Linked DNA regions of Mus musculus: region 1 is linked to region 2. The links are chromatin contacts, called in public Hi-C maps. All regions are on one chromosome and are shown on one strand. The core of a region is the stretch at or near the end of the contact, and the rest is flanking DNA. Distances in the headings are between cores, read along the strand shown.

Region 1 (5,093 bases), core at 1,025-3,524, 150 kb after region 2:
GCCATTTCACTGGCCCCATTGTTTTAATTATAGTCAAACTTGCTGAACACCTAACAGTGGTTAAATTCATTCCCATCTCCTATCTCCCCGGTTTCAGTGGATTACACAGCCTTGCACATTTGCAGCCTTGTTACTAGGAAGGTGCATTGGTTCGGGTATGAGGATGGCACCTATTGTCTGTAACACTTCTTTAGGCTAAGTCCTGTGTTTTAAGTATTTAGATAGATAGCCTGTGGGCTTCTCATAAACCAGGAGCAAGATTGACAAGAGGAAATGGGGAGTCTGACTGCGGGCAGGGGCCCCTGCTGGGCCCCAGCAGCCCTGAGAGGGTTCCGGTGAATCAGGGTGCTCTAGAAACTTCAATTGAATCCCAAGAAACTGGTTCTAAGAAAAAGGTGCTGGGCCCGAGGGAAAGAACCAGCCCCTGCCCAGTGGGAAACATAAGCATCTGGGGTTTCTCACTCTGCTGAGTGGGACCGCAAGTGGAACAAGCATTATAGGGGGTTCGAGGCAAAAGGTTAGAGACCAAGAGAAGACAGAAAAGCCACTGACCCTTCTGCTTGCCCATGAACTAAGACTGAAATTAATTCAACAGACATGTCCAGAGCGCTAGCCTCAATCCTTGTCAATGCTGTAACTGAGCTTTCTAAAGTGGTTATGTCCAGGCCCACTGAGGGGACGTTTCCACGTTGCCATATACCATGCCCATTCTAGGCAACAGCCACATGAATCCGATGCCATTCATTTCCTGATTTTACATAATAGGATTTTTACACACAAGTCCAGGCTCGATGATGGTAAGGGAGGTAGTGAGGTGTGTGTGTGTGTGTGTGTGTGTGTGTGTGTGTGTGTGTGTGTGTGTGTGTGTAGGGGGAGGTATCTAGACAGAAAATCAAGTACATACACATACATTTTAATAATGCAGCCTGGGAGAAACTCCAATTCAAGGAAAGGCATCTAAACAAAACAGTGACGCGAAACAGGCGTGGCACATCAGGACAGTGATGGACATAGCTGATTTTGGAAGGTTCAAATAGAAACAACGTATAAAAGTGAAGTGGAAAATATCTTCAGTTCATAGGGGATCACAGCATAAGTGTCTAGATCTAGAAATGTTAAACTTAATATTTTTAAAATTATCCATAGCTGGGCATGGTAGTGCAAGCCTTTAATCCCACACTTAGGAGACAGAGGCAGTTGTACCTCTGTGATTTCAAGGCCAGCCTGATCTACACAGTAAGTTCCATGCCAACCAGAGATGGAAGGGGACTACGCAGAAAGACCTGTCTCAAAAACAATACAACAGCATCATCAACAATCTATTTCTTTCCATTTATTTGTATGTTCTTGGGTTGTCCATAGAGACCAGAAGAAGCCATCAATTCCCCGAGGCTGTGGTTACAGGCAGTCGTTAGATGCCTGACATGTGGGTCAGAAACCAAACTTGGTTCCTCTGGAAGAGTAGCAAATGCTCTTAAGTGAGGAGACATCCCTCCAGCCTCAAACTTATTTTTTTTTTCCCATTTGTACAAGGGTAAACTACTATACTACATATAGCACTAATATATAAGGTCTTATCTACTAACTTTGATTACCAAAACTATAGAGCTTTCTCTAAATAAAGAAAAGAAATATTGGATTGTGACAACCTCCTGTGCCTCGCCAGAGAGCAAGGTTACTATCACCCAGTATGTGTCAGTGATGGAGGAGAGCCCTGAAAAGCCGTCTTTACCCTCGCATCTCTTTCTATGTTGGATAACCAGGATTCCTGAGGACTTATGAAGCATCCAGGAAGGGCCGGGCAGCCAATGCTGTGGTTTCGAGGTTGAGCACTGGCAGTCAGATGCAATAGTGACAAGGATGCAGGGCTGAGATTGCTGCTGGCTGGCTAGCATAGGCAAACTAGTTAAAATAAAGGCTAGTGGGCCATCAGGATGGCTCAGCGGGTGAAGGTGCTTGCCACACAAGCTTGCCTGACAACCTGAGCTCAGTGGGACCCTGAAAGCTGCTCTCTGCCCTCTACACAAACTATAACATGCACACCCCTGCACTCACACACATACACAGTAATAATAGGTAGCATATTTAAAGATCAGCAATAATACCAGAACAGCACCAGGAATACACGGACGCCTTTACAGATGACAGTTATAAAAACTGCAGAAAGAAAAAAAAACATAGCACATCCAGAATTGACTTCTCTTTGAGTTATGTTGTGGTCTGTGTACTTGCCCCACTAACTCATAAGCTAAAACTCTGCCTCCCAGTCAGACTGGATATGGGGAGAGAACATGGGAGGAAGTGACTAAGGCTAAGTGAGGTCATGGGGTCTCTTACAGGTCCTAGTCCCAGAAGACGAGAAAGAGACCAGGGTAGATGGTTTGATGGTTAAAGCGCTCAATGTCCAAGCATGAAAACTAGAACAAGCATGAAAACAGAACCCAGTGGGCTGTAGGTAGCATATGGCAGCTCTCCTACAATCCCAACCTCAGAAGGCCATGACAGGGGATTCCCCAGGTCCAGCTGGCCATGTTGGCCAGTCTTGCTTCTGACTGAGACATCTTGCCTCATTGAATAAAATGGAAGGACAGTTAAGGAGATTTCCTACCTCAATCTTGGACTTCTGCATCCACACACATGTACATGTACCCACACATGTGTCCACACACACAGAAACATGCACATACACAAAAACCAGGGGGGGGGGAGGAAGAAGAGATAGATAGATAGATAGATAGATAGATAGATAGATAGAGGAAGGAAAGAAGGAAGAGATGACACAGCAGAGAGTTCACTACACACCTTCAGAGAAGCCAGGTGAAGACACAGCACGGTGCCACCTGAGCAATGAACCAACACCACGGCACCCTGACTGTGGGACCTGGATTCGGTTACCTGTGCCACCCTGTCCAGTCTTTTGGTATGGCAGCCTGACCAGACGAACAGCAAGCCGATCAGCCACCCTGCCTACCAGCTCTTCCATTGCCTTCCACTCCAATTCTCCTTGAGGCCCTGCTTCCCCATTGTTCCAGCTGCCAACCTGGTTGGAGATCCCTCATGCCCAGAAACACAGAGTAGACTCTGTGCCTCCCCTGGCTGTGTGCCTCCTGCCTCCTTTCTCATGCCCCAGCAACTGCTTCGTGCCTTGCTCCATTCTATCACCTGGAGTATCTCAGATGTTTTAACCCATTGTGTTTTCTCTGAGTGCCAACTCTAGCTCGCCCTCCCTACAACTCTCTGTGCTCACTTCTCAGACATAAGCACCTGGTCCCTCCAGGTGCACTGGAGTCTTTCCATTGTAACTGAAAAAGATGTCTGATTCGGACCATGGCTGAGACAGCTAGCATGAATACTGTCCCTCTCTGCCACAACCCCACCTTGTGTCTTTGTGCCTTTTTTTAGTGCAATGTTCCCAGGCTTCTGAAGACAGCTTTTCCCATGAGACGGGTTCTGTCTTAGAACCAGCAGGCTTAAGTCTAAGCACCCCAGGTTAACCAGGCTTCACATTTGACATTAACATGTCAAAAGCCAAGAAGGACTGGAAGGCTCATTCCTGAGTTAAGCATCCACCCAATAGAAAAGAGGAGTCTAAAACCCCTGACTAAGTCACTGCCAAGAAAGAGAGCCAGCCCCATCTCCATAAGAAGAAACAGAACAGACAAGCCGTCTATCCTTCCAGGTAACACTTGTACTGATACAGCCCAGCACACAAGCCCCTTCTCCATCATTACTGCCATGACTTTAACCTCCCAACGAGTGGATCCCAACTCCTGCGCTGCCCCACCCCTCCCCAGCCCCAGAGAATCTGTTCCAAGCCATAATCCAGTAGAGAAGCATTGGAGCCCTTGGAAAAATAGCAATGCTTTTCTTCTATCATGATTCATGCAAACTTGGCTGTGAGCGTATACAAAGAAAAGAACACGTCCAAAGCAGAACTCTTGAGTCCTTCCAGAATAAGGCTGAGTCTCAATTTGAAAAGATGGATTTAGTTTGCACGGCAAAGGGGAAACATGGCCTAGCTTTAAAGGTTAGGTTAAACCTGGATTAGAACACAAAATAAATCTACAGATGCCGCATCCCGAGAGACGTTTTTTAAAATATAGTAAGCTACTCTTGGCAACAGAAAGTGAATTGGATACACTTTTGAAGAGCTTTTAAAACAGCATGAGCCTCTCTGAGAGCAATTTCACATTGTGTCCTTCAAATAAGAAAAAAAATTTAAAAAATAACCCTGAACTTGATCTTGCATACCTGTCACCCTCAATCTCAGGAGGCTGAGTCAGGAAGATTGCAAGTTCAAGGCCAGCCTAAGCAACAAAATGAAACCCTGTCAAAAAAAAGGAAGGGAAAGGAAAGGAGGAAGGAAGCCAGAAATTTCATGACAAAGAACATTTTGAAAGCAAGCAAACAAACACACTGAAGATTTATGAAAAAAATGTTTACTATGACATTGTTGATTATAATAAAACTATTAAAAGCATGAAAAGGTGACTAAATGCATGGTGGTAAATGCTTTCCATAGAATATTTTTAGTAATGAAAAATCATATTGACGAGAAAGATGGTTCAGTAAAGGCAAAGGCACTTGCTGCTAAACCTGACAGCTTGAGTTCAGATTCCCAGGACCCACACTGTAGAAGGAAAGAGCCATTTCCAATGAGCTGTCCTTCAACTGCCACACTACACCCTGATAGATAGATAGATAGATAGATAGATAGATAGATAGATAGATAGGGTATAGTATAGGCAGACATATCTCATATCTCTGTGGGTTTAGGTCTGGCCAGGTCTACATAGCTAGCTCAGAGCCAACCAGGGCTATCTAGTGAGACCCTACTTAAAAAGTAGAAAATGCTTAGAAGGCCACAATAGGTTTTGTGTGTATGCTAATGATGAGTGAGAAAAGATAAATTCTAAACCATTCATTGCTTTTTGTCACTGTAACAAACAACTTACAGGAATCAACACACAGGAGAAAGTCCTTAGGTGGGCTCATGGTCCCCAGTGTTCCCTTTGCTGGTCACTTTGTCCCTTCACTGTGGACTCACACTGAGGCAGAACATCACCACGGGAGCTCATCAGAGCCAAGCTTCT
Region 2 (5,575 bases), core at 2,727-5,226:
ATTTCTGAGTTCGAGGCCAGCTTGGTCTACAAAGTGAGTTCCAGGACAGCCAGGACTATACAGAGAAACCCTGTCTAGAACCCACCCCACCCCCCAAAAAAAATTGGTGTCAAAGCTGGCTTACTGCAGGTTCCCTGCTTTCTAATCCCTTGCATCTTTTTTTTTTTTTTTTTTTTTTTTTTTTTAGAGCCTCTGAGATAGTCTGTGTACTCTTTAGGGGTCAGCTGAATAATGGAACCTCTAAAGATGCTTGCTTGCATGTAATTCCCAGAGCCTGCAAACATGTTCCCTGATGTGGTATACTAGGTACAAGGTGTCACAACAACCCCTGACAAAAGCAACGCAAGAAGGATGTGGCTCACAGTGTGAGGGGACACGGTCCACCATGGAGGCTGCGGCTCACAGTGTGAGGGTACACGGTCCACCATGGAGGGTGCGGCTCACAGTGTGAGGGACACAGTCCACCATGGAGGGTGCGGCTCACAGTGTGAGGGACACAGTCCACCATGGAGGGTGCAGCTCACAGTGTGAGGGTACACGGTCCACCATGGAGGGGAAAGGATAGTGCTAGAGCTTGAAGCAGCTGGTCACACTGAATCTGCATCCAGGAAGCAGAGAGAGATGATTGATGGTTGAAGCAGCTCTCTCTCTTCTTTTTTTTTTTTTTTTTCTTTTAGTCCTTTTTTTTTTTTTTAATCCAAAGCCACAGTCTATGGCAGATGTGGTGCTGTCTGTATTCAGAATAGGTAATCCTCAGAGAAACCTCTGGAAACTCCCTCACACACACCGCCTGCGATGCGGCTCCGACGTGATTCTAAATACAGTTGACAATGAAGACTGACTGTCATGCACAGTCATTAAGACTTTGCAAATGGGATTAAAGTAAGAGGCTTAGGGTGGCCAGTGTGCTTATATTTTTATCATTGGGACAAATGCCCTATAATAGACTACATAAAAGGAGGAGGGATTTATTTCAACTCGCGGTGTTGGAAGAGTCAGTAGTGGTGAGCCCATTGCCGGAGGCCGTGGTTGGGCAGAACATGGCGGTAGGTACCATGAAGAGGAGGAAATTGTTCAGCTCATGATAGACAGGAAGTAAATAAAGAGGGACTCAGAAAGGGACGAGGAACAAGACAATGCCACTCAAAGGCACCCCAACTGTTGTAGTTAGGATTATTCTTCCTGTATCGAAACACTATGACCAATGGGGTAGAAACAGTTCATTTGGCAAATCTTGCCACCGTCATTTGGTATGACTTGCACATACCATGTCACACTCCACCAAGGCAGGAGCCAAACCAGGCAGGAACCTGGTTGCAGGAGCTGAAGCAAAGGCCGTAGGGGAGTGCTGCTAAATGGTTTGCTCAGCCTGCTTTCTTATAAAACACAAGACCAGCCCAGAAGTGGCCCTACTTACACTGAGCTGGGCCCTCCCGCAATGCTGACTAATTATGAAAATACCCTATTGGTTCACCTAAAGCCAGATCTTTTGAAGGTATTTTCTCTTTGGGGTTCCATCTTCTCGGATGACACTAAGCTTGTGTCAAGCTGACATAAAACTAGCCAGCACACCCAGGGAGTTAGTTCCTCTAGGAGAACCCACCTTCCCGTTTCCATCACCCTGCAGCAATGCCTTCAAATCAGGAATCCACCAAGGGACTTACCCACCGGGTAGATCAGTCAGAGCCCCAGGACCCAGGTACTTCCTGATAGCTAGTTGGCAGACAGCCAAGCCCTTAACCCACGGGACATTCAGGAGACACTTACAAGCCACAGTAGGGGAGGCAGAGGGGTCAGAGGAGTCGGAGGTAGGAGTGTTAATGGAACAGAAGCAGCCAGAGGTGTAAGTGCAGAATCCTACTAACCAGCATGGGGCCAGCTGAGAGGGCACACCTAGCCAGCCCAGGCAATTCTTACCTGGACCTGTGAAATGGGTCTATGACTGTTTGTGAGCCCCAACTCTTCCTGGCCTTGACTCCAATTCTGAACACACACACACACACACACACACACACACACACACACACACACACCGCCAGCCCCTTCCCGCATCCCAGATCTGTCCTCTGGCCGCTTCACTAGCTGCTTCCCTGGCACTGCTATCCTTCAGTTTCTTTCTGGAGAAAGCCCTGGCAACAGTGGACTATGCAGGGAGCGAGAGCAGCTTCTACTAAAAGACTTCAAGCTTTCATGACTTGTGTGTTCCCTAGGGAAAGGAACCAGGATAAGAAAGAAAGAAAGAAAGAAAGAAAGAAAGAAAGAAAGAAAGAAAGAAAGAAAGAAAGAAAGAAAGAAAGGGGGAAAACTCTAAAAATAAGGAAAAATAATTACAACATCACCCCAAGCAAATCAGTCTCTAATCTATTTTGAGATATAAAAGAATCCACTACCAGCATGGTGGGGGGAGGGGTGTAACTGACATATCAGTTATGTGTTACTACTGAACACTGGGCATGTATTTTCTTTCTCTAAATGTTTTGTTATATTTTATTTATTCCTTCGTTTTTGTGTCTGCATATGTGTGTGGGTGCATGCATGCTATAGGGAATGGAGGTCAGAGAATAACTTGGATCAATTCTCTCTTAACCAGACTCAGGCCCTCAGTCTTAGTGGCAGGCACCTTTATCTGCTGAGCCACTCTGCCAGCCCAGACTATTTCACAACCACATCACCAATCAGCTCCCATACAGCCTCTCTCAGGTCCTGCTTTGGGCATCAACGTTTGTAAGTCCACAGCACCTTACCTCTTGGCTATATTGTCTCTGTGCATGCATGGTATATTGTATATGTGTGTATATAAGATGTACACAACCATGCCTGGCTTGCTATGTTTTATGGAGTCCAGTTTAATTATGTTACTTCCAGCTTTGTGAATCCCTTTTTACCCACTAAGGTAGTTTGAATATGCTTGGCCCATGGGAAGTGGTCCTACTACACATGTGAAGTGTGGCCTTGTTGGATGAAGTGTGTCACCGTGTAGGCAGGCTTTGGGGCCTCCTGGTGCTCAAACTTCACCCAATGTGAAAGAGAGCCTCCCCTGGCTGCCTGCGGAAGCCAGTCTCCTCCTGATTACTTGCAGTTCAAGATGGAGAACTCTCAGCCCCCGCAGGACCATGTCTGTCTGCATGCTGTCGTGCTTCCTGCCGTGATGAGAATGGACTGAACCTCTGAAAGTGTAAGCCAGCCTCAATTAAATGTCCTTTATAAGAGTGGCCTTGGTCTTGGTGTCTCTTCAAAGCAACGAAACCCTAACTAAGACACCCACCTCTCCATCTCTGTCAAGAAGGCACACCCTCAGAAGCAAGGGTGCTGGGCTGTCCAGTCACTTCTACATTAGCTCAAGGACAGCTCAGTGCAAGTGGTGAGCCTGCTGCTTCTAATTCCAGAGGCCACTTCTCTCCATTAAAATGTATGAATGAGAAAAGGTTCTGCTTTTCATATTTTCCACTGCCAAGTATTTCCTCAGCCCCATGTTCTGACCTGTCAGGCTATTGATGTATTTATCGGAGACAAGGTCTGGCCTTGAGCTCATGGCGATTCTGCTGCCTCAACCTTCCAAGTACTAAAAGCTCATATGTGCGCCACCATATCCAGCTGTTTATCCCTGGGTTCTTGCTTGGTTATCTGGAAAGTGGATTAGATGCCGATTTCCTTGTAGACTAGAGTGAGATGTTCCTGGGTAGAGCCAGAGATGAAGCAGTATCTCTGTGCCTCAGTTTACTCGCCTGTAAAATGGAGGTGTTAGTACTTTTGCAAGGCTTGATGTAGATGGGAGGAGCCCCGCTGGGATCTGACCTGACCTGAGATATTTGTATCTTATCTTTTTAAAATGCCGTGTACATGCTAGGCAGGCGCTGAACCACTGGGCCACATCCTCAGCCCCACACATCTTCCAGTTCCAGTCTCTCCCTATTCAGGCAGGGTCCTGGAATGTAAAGCAGGCTTCCTGCCTCACACCCACTGCGCTCTTGGTCCTGCCCAGATTCTGCTTCCAGCTCTGTGCTTGCATTTCCAGCTGCCCAAGGCTGATCGGCTGCCTAAGCACAGCTCCGAGCATTCCACCTTAAAAGGTCCTTGAGCTCTCAGAAGGACAAGCAAACAAGAGAACAGAGCATTAGAGCAAATAGCTAGCCCTCGTCATAGTCGTCTAAAACAAATACTTTTCATTGTCATTCTATCTTTTTTTCTCTCTGCTTCGCTTTGTCTCCTGGCTGTTCCCTTTTCTTATGGGAGCCAGGCCTGAGGACGGTATTATTCTTCTGCATTCTTGAGATGGATTTATGTAATCTGGAGACGAAAGGAGCAAAAGGCAAGCGCCGGGGAGAGGGACAAAAGTCTTTGCACCCACTCTAGGAGTCTGAGTCCCAGTGCCTCCTTGCCTCCCACCTTCAGAGCTGGCTGGGTTTTGTGGGCTTTCCAGTTTGATTCTCACATTCCCTAAGGGTTAGACTCACTGGAGGTCAAAGGGTCACATGGGTTCCTAAGCCCTGAGTCAGATTTTTTTTTTCCAACTTTGCCACCATGCTAAGATCCTGGAGCTCTTAAAATCCCTGACACCCAGTTAAGTGAGAACTCTAGTCATCTTGGAGAATAGACTCCTGAACTACACAGGACCAAGAGGCCAGTGCCCTCGCCTGGCTTTAGTCACTAACCCTCTTTCTCTTATACCCACGATGGACTAGTCTGGTTGGAAAATGGTTTCTGTCCTTGTATCAGTCTGATGAATGGACAGTGGCTGCCTGAGTCACAAGGCTGAGGCCACAGGGCCTGGGACTGTGCTGCACAGGATGCACTTTGATTGATTGATGGCTGTTGCTAGAGGGACAGTGGCGAGGGCATTGGCCTCTGTGTCAACACATAGATTACAACCCAAGGGATAGAGGTTGAAAATAGCCAGGGGCCATCCCCTAGGTAGGCATGGCCCTTACCTGGCTTGGAAGAAGTCTACTAAAAAAAAATCCCAAGAAAGGTTGCTGGCCTTGTGGATGCAACAGTCCTAGCAGGTGCCCTGGGAATGGGACTTCTCTACACTGAAGGTGCTCAGAAATACAACACACAGGCCTTGGTGGTGGATGAGCAATTAGGACAGAGGGCCTCAGCCAGCCTCAGCTCTTCCCATGCTAGAAGGAGACAGGGACAGGCAGGGACAGGATGCCAAGACATCCTATCATGGCTCTGGCAATGCTTAAGTGCCTCCCCCGCCCCACCACCCATTATTCTTGAATTCCACTGTCTCAGAAGCAGCTGTGGCTAGCCCATACCTCCCTCCACAGCTAGGGTTGTCACTCCTCTTTTGCATTTACATTTTCACATGCTTCAAATAGGGAGAAAGGACCTTAGCTCTCTTCTGTCAAGATGACACCTCATGTGGTAGAGGGACGCCTATCTCTAACTCAGGGTCACCAAATAGTGTCATGGTCACTGCTCAGAGATCCTTGAGGCACATCCCCTTGGAATGGAAACCCAGCTTTTTTCAGAGCTGGAATACTGGTGATGGGGAGTCTGTCTCTCTGGTTCCTCTCCCAGGAGGTAGACATAGGGTCCTTTAAGCCACTGCCATGTGCCCTTGAGACAG

The links. Hi-C and Micro-C count contacts between places; a contact is called where the count stands out from the background.
Region 1: a Hi-C map of embryonic fibroblasts shows a contact between it and region 2, with 2.6 times the contacts expected there. The contact joins two enhancer-like sites. A contact is called at or near these places in 1 of 15 datasets of contacts at CTCF or cohesin (the NIH/3T3 cell line), 4 of 484 Hi-C or Micro-C datasets (bone marrow-derived macrophages, brown adipocytes, embryonic fibroblasts and 1 more), 5 of 115 datasets of contacts at active chromatin or transcription factors (the NIH/3T3 cell line and embryonic stem cells) and 1 of 9 other capture datasets (embryonic stem cells).

Annotation. Positions count from the first base shown.
Region 1 is chr11:79,899,532-79,904,624 of GRCm38.p6, forward strand. No RefSeq gene overlaps it. Among named protein-coding and RNA genes, the nearest start is that of Gm24454, 8.4 kb to the left of the region's middle. Within about 2 kb of position 2,275, at least 12 of the 459 cell types and tissues checked have an H3K27ac peak or open chromatin away from gene starts, as enhancers often do. A contact at or near this core is called in the NIH/3T3 cell line and embryonic fibroblasts, where this site is marked.
Region 2 is chr11:79,748,480-79,754,054 of GRCm38.p6, forward strand. All of the region lies in intron 2 of 9130204K15Rik (a long non-coding RNA gene), which reads right to left. Among named protein-coding and RNA genes, the nearest start is that of Mir365-2, 25 kb to the left of the region's middle. Within about 2 kb of position 3,977, at least 64 of the 459 cell types and tissues checked have an H3K27ac peak or open chromatin away from gene starts, as enhancers often do. A contact at or near this core is called in the NIH/3T3 cell line and embryonic fibroblasts, where this site is marked.